Regions from separate parts of the Sus scrofa genome. Here region 1 is linked to region 2. The links are chromatin contacts, called in public HiChIP or PLAC-seq maps. All regions are on one chromosome and are shown on one strand. The core of a region is the stretch at or near the end of the contact, and the rest is flanking DNA. Distances in the headings are between cores, read along the strand shown.

Region 1 (5,679 bases), core at 2,230-4,729, 78 kb after region 2:
TACCATAGAGTTCTCTTGATTAGCTTAATTTATCCTGTTCTCCATCCTGGCTAAGGAAAAAAATGTAGAGATTCTAGTTTAGGTATTTCCACTCGTGGGTATTTTGGAAAAGGTATAGCTCATCTGGTTCATGGGATACCTCCTGATTATTTGGAGTGATGTTGCTCTCGGGAGTTTTGAGTATGAACAGTCTGTCTGTAGACTCTACAGAATTTCTCAAGGCTCTTTCTGCCTTTTTGTTACAATTTTTGCCTAACACCAAGCTTGATATATGATAGGTCCTCGGTAAGCTTTTGCTAAGTCAGTGAAGGGGTGAGGCACACTAGAGCAGAAGATCTGAAGACAGCCATGGGCAGTTAGGCACAAGACACATATGTGGAGAGGAGCTAAGGTTGGAAGATCAATTAGGCTACCGCATTAGTCCAAGCCTGGACAGGCCTTATGGTTGTAAGGGCCAGACGACAGAGAGAATTAAAAGGAAGAAATGGGTGCCTTCCTCTTTCAGTGGCTCCCATGGAGAATGATATTCTATTCTTAGATATCATCTGTGTTTGCTGAGGTCTTTGATGCTGGATTGGTCTGAAAGAGTTTTATAAAGGAGACAAAATTTTAGTCTAACCCTGAAGAACATGTGGTGTGCCTTTTGGTTTTGTTTTGACACAAGAATAAAGTCTCCTCATTAAATATTTTCAGACACGTCAATCAACCTTAAACTTCAGGCAAGGCAACTATTACTATTGTTAGAATGATCCGCTTCTTGTCGCTGCTGCAACTGCTGTGACTTTGAGGTTAGAGCTGATCCTGCAATTCACCTGCCCAAGGTAGCAGCTTCCTTCCCACCTGTTGCCCCATCTCCACCCGACATACAAGGGTGCACACACATCATGAGGGCTACTGCTGGGCATTTTCTGGATTCTTCCTTAGCCTAGACAAGCAACCTTTTAGGGTCATCACAGCTGAGTGTGTGTTTTCCACTGTAATGGTTTTCTGGATCAATTCATTCAATACTGTACTTCCTGAGACATTTTAGTGGCAGATGGGGACATGAGGATGTTTAATCATTTTAGTAAATGATGCTGTCTCCTGAAGTCAAGGCCTACAGCCTCAGGGAAGCAGATCCACTGTGGATGACCACATGACTGGTCACCTACATTATCTGATGTGTGATTGATTTTGTTGCTGTTGATACAATTTTATTTTTACATACCAGAATTATCTCTTATGGTTTATGGTAGCCTACTGGTAAGCAATGGAGAGCTTGCCCAGGGCTAAGAAACAACATGCCACCCCTGAAAGATGCTTGGGGCACTAAAAGGTGTTCCAGGTAATGTTGAGAAATGTAAGGACTACCTTCCTTTCCTTTGTGGCCAACCTCAGTATCAATCACACACGGTAACACTTAATGAATATCTAAGTACGTGGTCAGGAAATAAACAACTGAGTTGGGAAAGATAACTCTTCTTCATGCAAAACTTCCACATGCAACCATCACCAGATCTCTTTCTTGCCCCCACTAAACCTATACACCCTAGTTTGCAAACCAAAATCCTCAGTGGCAGGAATAGAGACAATTAACTCAGGACCTGAAGTACTTGGGCACCATTCATGTCTCAGTGGTAGGTACGCTAACATCTTCCTCTCAGCCTCTGACCCTTCCACAAAGCCCTTTGGTCCTTACCCAGAACACCTGGCCTCTTCATCTCTCTCAGAGGACTGTTCTCACATGACAGTACACAAATGTACGGAGTTATTTTGTGTCTGTGAAATTTGGAGAGGCCTCCCAGTCACTGTTAGTGAAGAGAGACCAGAGAAAGAGGGCCAAGTCAATTCAAGATGGCACTCTTGGGTGGGGTTTGGGTGTGAGCTCCAAGCAGACCATTATGGTAGACAGGGGTGTTAGATTGGAAGGAAGAACAAAGGTTGGGAGTGAGCATCAAAAACTCTAGTTTCTAGAGTTCCTGCTGTGGCGCAGCAGAAACGAATCCAACTAGTATCCATGAGAACTTGGGTTCGATCCCTGCCCTTGTTCAGTGGCTTAAGGATCTGGTGTTGCCACGGCTGTGGTTGTAGGCTGGCAGCTGCATCTCTGATTAGACCCCTAGCCTGGGAACTTCCATATGCCACAGGTGCAGTCTTGAGAAAAAGAAAAAAAAAAAACAAAACAAAACAAAAAAACAACCCTTTAGTTTCTTTTCCTGGGAAAAGCAGTCATCTACAAGGGCCCCTTTAATCATGAGATGTGAAGCTAAGAGCTTGCCCAAATTAAGACTGGCTGAATCGCCATCTCCTGCCAAGGTCTGTGCAGATTCAAGTCAGGGTGGGTGGTGGCACAGGAAGCTGCTAAAGAAATGAGGAGTCAGATTCCATCTTGCAGGTGGTCATCGCAGCCCATCATCCCCTCCTGAACTCTCAGTTGCCCTAATGACCAGTATTAGTGTGCCTCTGACATTCAATATCAGCTTTTCCATCTACTGCCACTTTTGTACCTACTTTTTGAGAGGAAGGTGGACTTCAAAATGTAATTGAAAATGGGAATAAATGTTTTGAACTGTCCTTTAAAAAGAGGTTGCACAAGCATCAGGCTTTGAGATGTCGGAACAGAGAGGCAACGGGGAGACCCCAGAGGGACAGAGAACTTGCTTCATCTTCTCTTGTGCAGAATGTCAATGATAATCACAGTTTCCCATGAAGCTTTTTTTAAGGATCAAATGAGATGATTCATGTAAAGGGCCTGGCAAACAGTAGGAGCTCAATAAATATTAGCTCTTGTTACCATCACTATCACGTACATTTTACATTCCAGAAATAGAAAGCTCTTTGAGGATGAGGGTGCTTTCTTTTTATTTATTTATTTTATGTTTGTTTGTTTTTCTGTCTTTTTGTCTGTTCTGGGGCTGCACCTGCGGCATATATGGAGGGTTCGAGGCTAGGGGTCCAATTGGAGCTGTAGCCACCGGCCTACGCCAGAGCCACAGCAATGTGGAATCCGAGCCACATCTGCAACCTACACCGCAGCTCACAGCAACACCAGATCCTTAACCCACCAAGCGAGGCCAGGGATCGAACCCACAACCTCATGGTTCCTAGTCAGATTTGTCAACCACTGAGCCACAACGGGAACTTTCTTTTTAAACCAAATTATGCGGAAGGAAAATTATGGAAGGACCAAGGGACGAATCCTTTGAGTAAATACCTGCCAGGTTACTTGAGGCACAATAGAAATGGAAGCAGCTGTGGCTGATGCAGCCCTGAGAAATGCAGATGGAAAGAGAATGCTCATCCTTGACGGCAGGCTTCGGGGAGCCAGTATCTGGCTCTCTGATCTTCTGTCAGCCCTTTAAATAGCTGGCAGATGCCCTGTCCCCTTATCTTCAGAGACGCTCCTAATTCTGGCCTCCTGGAGCCCCTCCCCTCCCTGGTCCAGAGCCCTAGAGGCGCCTCAGGCAACTTCCCTTGAGTCCCAGTAACAGAGCCAACAGCCAGAGTCACCAAGCAGTCACTGTGCACGGAGGCAGGGTGATGGCAGTGGGCAGCCACTAGGCTGGGGCCAGAGGCCCGCAGAGCCAAGAGCAGGCACACTCCTGAGACTGCGATGCACCAGGAAGCCTGTGTTTCCCTCTTCTGCGAGGAAAGGTCAGGGAGCTGCAGCCTGTGCCACAGAGAATGGCCTCCGCTAAGCGGCCCTTCCCTTGCATTCTTCTTCTCTCTCTCTCTCTTTTAATAAGAAGGGTGTTCCTTTCCTCAAAGGGAGAGAGAGGGAGGGAGGGAGAGAGAGACTGTAAACTGTCCAAAAGGACCGTGAGAAAACAGGAAGCTTTGAAAAGTACAAGAGAAAGCAAGATGAAATCTATTTGCAGGCGGGCCCCTGGGGACATGCGAGGCATTGTTAAGCAGGCAGTTCATACAGCTATATCCTTCCTTCTGCTGAGGAGGGCTTTGCTGCCAAAAGGCTGCTATCTGGTCACTGCCTTAACCCCCTCCATGCCAGCCTGAGAACCCTGATTTCAAGCACTGGGCCCTCACAAGTCCCCACTGGGATTCTCCCCTGAGGGAGCATCTAAGAGCTGGAGGGGGAAAGGGAGCTGGTCTGGTGGAGGAGGAGACAGGGGCCCTTTTCAGGGCGACCTCATCCTTTTCTATCTGTTCTGCCCTTGGCCTTCAGGCCTCTGCTTCAGGCCAGGCTGCAGATGACCTGGTGATTCATAACATAGGCAGCTCCCGGCTTCACCCATCTCAAAGGAGAACTTGTCCCGGAAATTCTGGATGACTGCTTTTCCTGGACAGGTTTCCCAAAGACGGCAGCTGGTTCTTTGCTATTATGGTGTGGTCGCTGCAAGGAGAGCATCCAAATCAACCTCTGCGTGCTTACGCAGAATCTGGGAAGCACATTTCTGAAACACGGCTTAAGTCTACAGGCGCAGGTCTCTGGAGAAACTCCAGCTGGCTCCAAGAGGCAAGGAGTCCAGAAGTCGAGCCAATAGCAAAAGAACCCAGAAGGGCAGTAACTTCTTTTATAAGGAAAAAAAAAAAAAAAGAGAGAAACATAGAATGGAAACCTTTCCTCCCCTCGAATTTTCCATCCTATTGTTAAAGCTTAATCCCAAACGAATGTTTCTGCTTGCCATGGACAGCTGTTTCCACTGAGCCAGGGCCAGAGAGAACCAGTTCATGTGGCTACACGGGGAGGGATATATGTTAGAAAGGATTTTTAGTGGTGAGAATCCCAGGAAATTAGAATCTGTTACTCAAAAACTCTCCTTTTCTTGCAAGTTTTAGGGTAAAGGAGATGGAGCCAACTCTTGGTGGATGGAGGAGGAGCAAGGCCTGCCTGTTTTTTCCAATCACGTAAGGGAACAGCTCTTCCCTGTTACCATGAGAAGGTCAGATTTAGTTGTCTGGGCCTGTCCTCCAGCATCAGCACGCAGCCAGCCAGCCACTCCTCTCGGAGGGCTGTGAATTGCACGGTGATGAGCAAATGGTTCGCTCTTCTTTTCCTAATTCCCAGACCTGACAACCTTTACCCAGGGCCAGACTTCCAAGAATCCAGCATAGCATGAATAAGAAGCAAAGTCCACAGGATACCGTCCGGAAACGGCCCATCCCACAGTGGGATCTGGAGCTAGTTATAAACACCCAGGTCCCATTACAAAATCTGTAAATTCAGATATCCTCTGAGATTCCTTTGAAGTGAAGAAGGGTGATGATATGAAGAGGACCAAGTGGGCGGCACTTTGCAGGGAGATGGGTATAAAGAGACGAAGAACCTGGCAGTATGATCGGGCACTGTTCAGGAGACAGAGGGCTCTTGACCAAGATGATTAATACCTGTTCCTATTTCAGAAATGTCTAAGAATGCAGACGGGCCATCCAAGTTTGACAAACAGAACACTTTAACACCCAATGCTTTTTGTTCAAATGACAGATACACTCTCCTAGGCATCCTCCGACCTCCTGTGGTCTGAGAGGACCTGCCCACCAGAAAGATGTGACCTTTGCAGATGACCAGTCCAATTCCTGCGCCAGGCCCACCTCCCACTGGAGAGTTAAAGTGCATCATCAGAGCTGGCGTTGTACACTACAAGTCCCTCTCTTACAGGATTCCATGGTGTCATCAGATATCCAGAGCCTAATCCAGCTTCAACGAGAGGTCAGATTGAGTTTACGAACTCTCAAGTGGAC
Region 2 (5,699 bases), core at 3,001-5,500:
CCACCACAGTCTTTTTCAGTAAGCTCTTTAAACTAGTCCTTTCCCATCGCTACCTCCCTAATTAAAGCCACCATCATCAGTCATCTGTCTTTCAGCTCTTCTCTCTACCGCAGCCAGAGGGAGGCTTCCAAAACACATGTGGCCTCTCTTCTGTTGAAAACCTCCGAGGGCTCCTCACATCCCTCTGGGCAAAGCTCAGACGCTAACATGCCTGAGAAGGCCCTTCCGAATCTGGCCCTGGGGTCTGCCCATGCGGCCCCATCCCACTCCACCACCCTTCTTCCCTCCTGATCGTCTTTTGGGTCATAATTTAGACATCCTTCCGTTGTTTCACACCTGTCATACTCCCACCGCTGCCTGTTTGCATTTTTCAGTCCACGGAGGAGCCCATCTACCTTGCTCTCCACTGTCTGCTCTGTACCCGGCGCAGCAGGGAGTGCAGGAGAGGATGAGCACTCACTGAACTACCACCTCGCTTGTCATATAATCATGTCGGCTGTTGTCACCATCCCCCCATGAATCGCGTCTTCTCGCCAATGCCACGCGCTCGGCCGCGACACTTCACATTTAGACCTGCTTCCAAGCTTTGGCTCTGCCCATCATGTGACCTTTTCTCCTCCCACCTAAAATGCCTTCACTCTTACTCTAGCCACCTTTTTCTCCCCAACTCATGTGTTCTCTCTTCTACAAGGCATCCTCGAGCTGTAGAACCCAGGTGGGTTCTCCATTCCTTCATCCACCAAATCCACAGGGCGCACGTACAACAGACGAGGCGACGTGAGAGGCCCTGAATGCCACGGGGACAAGATTGACAAGATGGCTTTTCCAAAGCAGAACACTCTGAGCCTGCCATGCGGAACTAGGAACCTTTTGGTCTAGTCATTTGCTCTTTGCTTCTGTAGCCAGTACTCATTACAGAGCGATCAAAATCCTACTCGAGAACACTCGGTAGTGAAATAAGACCCATTCTGGGCCACTTTTGGTGATGATGACCCAAGAAATTAATGCAAATGTGAACTAATTCCTAAGGACTCTTACTGGGAAATTATAATGGGGCAGTAAAGCTTTCCCTGCTACAATTCACGTAGGCAAGATGAACAAAAATTTCTTATTCATTCTCTGGCTATATTGAGAAGCCAGTAGAGGAATTCATGGGAGACTTGATCTTGCTGGAAGACTATTTTTAAGTTTGACACTTTTTAAGGTAAATGTTTGATCTTTCCGATATATTCCTCTTGTGTCTTTTCCTAGCCAGGAGGACAGCTGAGGCTAAGTCAGTGGTTGTCAGACTTTAGCAAGCATGTGAGTCACCTGCGGAGCCTGTTCACTCCCAGATTGCTGGGCCGCCTCCAGAGCTTCAGAACCGTAGCCCCGGAGGAGGGCCCAAGAATGTGCATTTCTAATACATTCTCAGGTGCTGCTGTTGCTAGTCTGAGGACTGCTTTAACCACTGCTGTTGGAGGAGGCTTGTGTTCCTTCATGTGCATGGGAGGCTCAGGCTTCAGGTCCAGTCTCTGGGACCACAGGAGGGGGTCTCTGCTGTGAAGAGGGACAAGCAGGGGAGCATGGCTTTGTCCTTGGACTCCTGAGCAGATGTCTGCTGAGGCCACGCCAGTTCCCAGGCTGAACTCTGTGCCTTTGCCACTTGCCCCTACTCACCAGGCCCCTCACTCGGATGCTGACTCACCTCAACCCCAAGCCCTGCCCTGGATTCAATGAATCAGGAGTCTCAGGGCATTATGATTTAAGATCAATGAAAAAGAGATTTATTCAGTGTTTTCAAATTATATGCATATCCACATAAATTAGGCAACAGGTGGCAAAATAGCACAGTGCTTAACAAAACTAACCCAAGATTCAAATTTATGTTATAACATTTCTATCTACAAATTTGACTTGGGAAAATTAAACTTAGTAGATAAAATAGCTATTTAAAAAACCACAATGGTAGTAGCTAAATTAATAAAATTGGATATGCATTATGCATAAAAAATGTGTAGTGAACCCAATCATTTTGAGTTGATCCCAGTGGAAATAGTTCAGAGAAGCAAAAATTAAAAAAATGTTGAAAGGAAATTATTTGACTGTATTGCATACAAAAAATGGATCAAGCAATGAGGCTGGCTTAAATGACATTACCTCAGAAATATCTGAACAAAAACCGAGTAATGTTGATGACATTCTGATTGAAATATTTTTTATTCTTAACATGGAGTTAAAAGGAAGGGGATTAAAAAATACCCTCTGTTCTCATGGACTTGCATTCTGCAGGAGGAACAGATGCTCCAGTACATGGATGACCGTACAAATGACCTCATGATCCCAAGTGGGACAGATAAGTCCAGGGGGTAACTCACATCACCCTGTGGCAGAGACAGTAAGTGGCATGTGCATGCACATGTGCAAACACACGCACACACACACACAAAGAAGTGGACCCTTTCTGGGTCTTTCACAGCACCAATCGTCTATGTCCTTCATTTTGACCATAAAGTACGTTGCCTTGTGTTGTTACCGAACTTTTTAGTGTGTCCAGGGTCTCCTGAAGGATGAAGTGTTCGACCTTTGTCTTCTATGACCCCAAAGTACCTTTGCAGCATAACACCGTACACATCATGGGCCATTAGTATTCTTTGAAAGAATGAATGAATGGCAGATTTTAGTTACTGTGGACTGTCTACCATGATATGCTTAAGGACCTCACAACTTTGTCACAACCAGTTGCTTTTTCTACCTCCGTTTTAGATCTGACAGAGCCCAGAAGCAGTGAAGGGGAAGCCCGGGCTGATAAGAAGGGGGCATTAACATATGGGCCTGAGCCCCTCTATCTTCCAGTTCTGACGCCATGGATTCCCCACCCCACCCCCCCGTAAGGCCAAGCACTCAGCTAATCTGAGACAGAAGCGACTGGGGGGCAGGGGGAGTGGGGAAGGGCACAAGGGTTCCAGCTGAAACTTCCAAGGTGCGAACGAAAGAGGGTCAAACCCCTGCAGAACCTCGAACCCACCCCACCCCTAGTTGCCTGCCTTGCGCAGGGGATCCTTCTGAGGCCTGTGGCCTCCAAAGGCCTCCCAGGCACCTCGGCCACCATGATCAAAGGCAGGGTTGAGGGAAGAAGACTCAGAGGGAAAAAGAACACCACGCTTGGCTGCTATCGCTGCCCTGCAGCTGAAACCCTGCAAGGCTGGTGTGCTGGGATAGGAGAAGGCCTCATTTCATTAGGCTCAGAGAGGAAAATGTGCAAGGAACCAGAGTCAGCCTAGAAGGCATCAGGGCAACCTGGGGTTTCACCTGCAGGCCTGCCTGGGACATGCATGGCCTGGTTAATGATGCTTACATCCCTCGCCTTCCTGAGCGCTCTCTCTCCCGCCCCAAGTCAGGCCAAGCTGCTCACCCAGAAGAGCCCAGCATCACTGCATCACCTAATCCCTCAAACCTCCCTCAGTCCCAGGCAGCAAGATCATGTGTCAAATTACAAGTGATATCACCAAGAAGGAAGAAGCAACCCCCCCTCCCCACCATCAGGGGCTGCTATCCACAGCTGGATTTGATTTTGAATTCACGAATGCAAGTCACATGCCTGGCAACCAGGCAGCAGAACCTCCTGGTGTATCCTACTGCACCCTAGGGGGACACATCATGTAGCCACTAGGGTTCAAGAGGATTAAGGGTGACCTTCAGGTTCACGGCTGGAAATTACTGGATTAACATCAGGTAGTCAAAGGAGTATGTTCTGGTTATAGCCGGCGGCAGGATGGCCACAGGCACGTCCAAAGATAATTCAGCACGAATGCTGCTCACTGAGAAGCCACGAGAAACTAGGCAACCAACTCAACACGAGGCTTCTGGACCAGGGGGTTTGTCCCCCATATAACACCATAGAAGGTGGGGGAAATGTCACTCCCAATTTAGATTAGCGGAATCGTTTCTGTGACACATCGCTGCTCCAGGGACAGGGAATTCAACAACTATGAAAGGGCTTTATAAGCTAAAGTTCATAAAATAAAGGAAAAACAGCTAATACATAAGACTTACCGCTGGTCAGATCGTATGCAAAGCACTTGTATAGAGTATCTCATTTAATCCTCAGGAAAACTCCATGTGCGACTGTTCCCCAGTTCGGCAGATGACGAAACTGCAGCTCAGAGAAGTTATTACCTGCCCATGGATATAATGCTGGGGAGTGCGTGAGAACAGCAGTCTGACGCCAGAGCTCATGTTTGTAACTCTCTCTGGAGTTAACAGCGGCTGTGTGTGTGGTGCGCGTGTGCTCGGGGCACCTGGGTGCGTGGGTTCGCACGTGCGCATGCGTATCCTTTTCAGGAGACGTGGTTTTATGCTGTTAATTCGGCCAAACCTCAAAGGGGTTTCTGAGCAAAAAAGGTTAAAATGTACATGCTTACATACATATACATACTTATATATGAGTATTTCTACACACACACACACACACACACACACACACACACACACCCACAACCACAAATTTATAGGTATTTTTTTCAGGGCTCTCTGGCCAGCTTCAAGCTTTGCTCTCTGCTGAAGAACTTAAGAGTTGCCAGCAGAGGGCGCCAAGAGCCACCATTTTTAAAAGGTGCAAGTGTTCGGATGCATCTTCCGTTTCTGGAATGCAGAGAGAACCGAAGCCCACATTGCAGGCTAGACAGCCAAGGTAGCTATCAGCAGACTTTAGAGAAGATACAGAATATTGCCTTCACTCAGATTAAGAACTACCCAGTATTGGAGTTTCCAGTATGGCACAATGGGGTTGGTGGGGTCTCTGGAGCAGCTGGGACACAGGTTCCATCCCCTGCTCTGCACAGTGGGTCAAGGATCTGGAGTCGCCCCTCAGCTGAAGCTCAGATCTGATCCCTGGCTGGGAACTCCATGTGCTCTGGGGCAGCCAAAAAGGGAAAAAACAAAAACACAAAAACCTTTAAAAAATTATCCACTGTTGAAAGGATGTTTTTAGAAGAGAGAAAACCGTGAGGATGAGCTTCTGCAGATAATACACCAGTGCAAGTGTGTGCGTTGCATCAACTAGATGATTGATGAGAAAGCTATCATCCGGCTTTTCCTGAAAGGTAAACAGCTGGTCCTTGTCTCACTTGGAAAAGAGTCTCCTAAATTAAGAAGAAAAACAAGGAACTATTTGTCTTTTTTACTGAAATCACATGGGTGTGTGAGAGAAGTGAAAAGGAATTAGGCACAATTATTTCCATTGTCTTTCTACCCTAGTCAAATCAATCAAATGACAGCAACCTGACTACCTCTTCCTGCCACCATCAGGAAGGTCCTAAGTTTTGGAACTTTCTCCATTTAAGTGAGGGGGATTCTGGTATTTGGTATTTGTCATTGCCCATTTCTAGGAATAGGTCAAAGGTCAAGTTTACATTATCACAACCCTTTAATGTAAACTGAGACTTCACAGGTACTAATTATTATAATGGGATTGGGCTTGGGATTGTGGTGAAAGACATCCCTGCCAGAGACCAGGGCCCAGGAGCAGAGGAAGAGCAGAACCCTTGCTCAGAAGTGTTGAATAGGTAACCTCTTGGGAACCACCAAAAGGACCTGGAGATTCTGTGTGACTGTATAGCTGACAACTGATGGGGGTGAAAGAAACCAGCTGTTCATTACTCTAAACGGGGCCCACAGAGTTGGTATGGCTTAGGCCCAGCAGTTCCAAAAAAAGCTTG

Evidence for each region. HiChIP or PLAC-seq counts read pairs in DNA pulled down with a chosen protein or histone mark.
Region 1: an H3K27ac HiChIP or PLAC-seq map of skeletal muscle shows a contact between it and region 2. The contact joins the enhancer-like site here to the promoter of MRPS27 in region 2. A contact is called at or near these places in 7 of 47 Hi-C or Micro-C datasets (embryonic fibroblasts, fetal skeletal muscle, fibroblasts and 4 more) and 1 of 2 datasets of contacts at active chromatin or transcription factors (skeletal muscle).

What each region holds. Positions count from the first base shown.
Region 1 is chr16:48,716,897-48,722,575 of Sscrofa11.1, forward strand. The region is part of intron 9 of ZNF366 (zinc finger protein 366); the gene reads right to left. Among named protein-coding and RNA genes, the nearest start is that of MRPS27, 77 kb to the left of the region's middle. Within about 2 kb of position 3,480, at least 47 of the 83 cell types and tissues checked have an H3K27ac peak or open chromatin away from gene starts, as enhancers often do. A contact at or near this core is called in embryonic fibroblasts, fetal skeletal muscle, omental adipose tissue and 2 more, where this site is marked.
Region 2 is chr16:48,638,321-48,644,019 of Sscrofa11.1, forward strand. It overlaps MRPS27 (28S ribosomal protein S27, mitochondrial), which reads right to left and starts at 4,251. Exons shown (of 15, transcript XM_021076728.1): 1 at 4,036-4,251.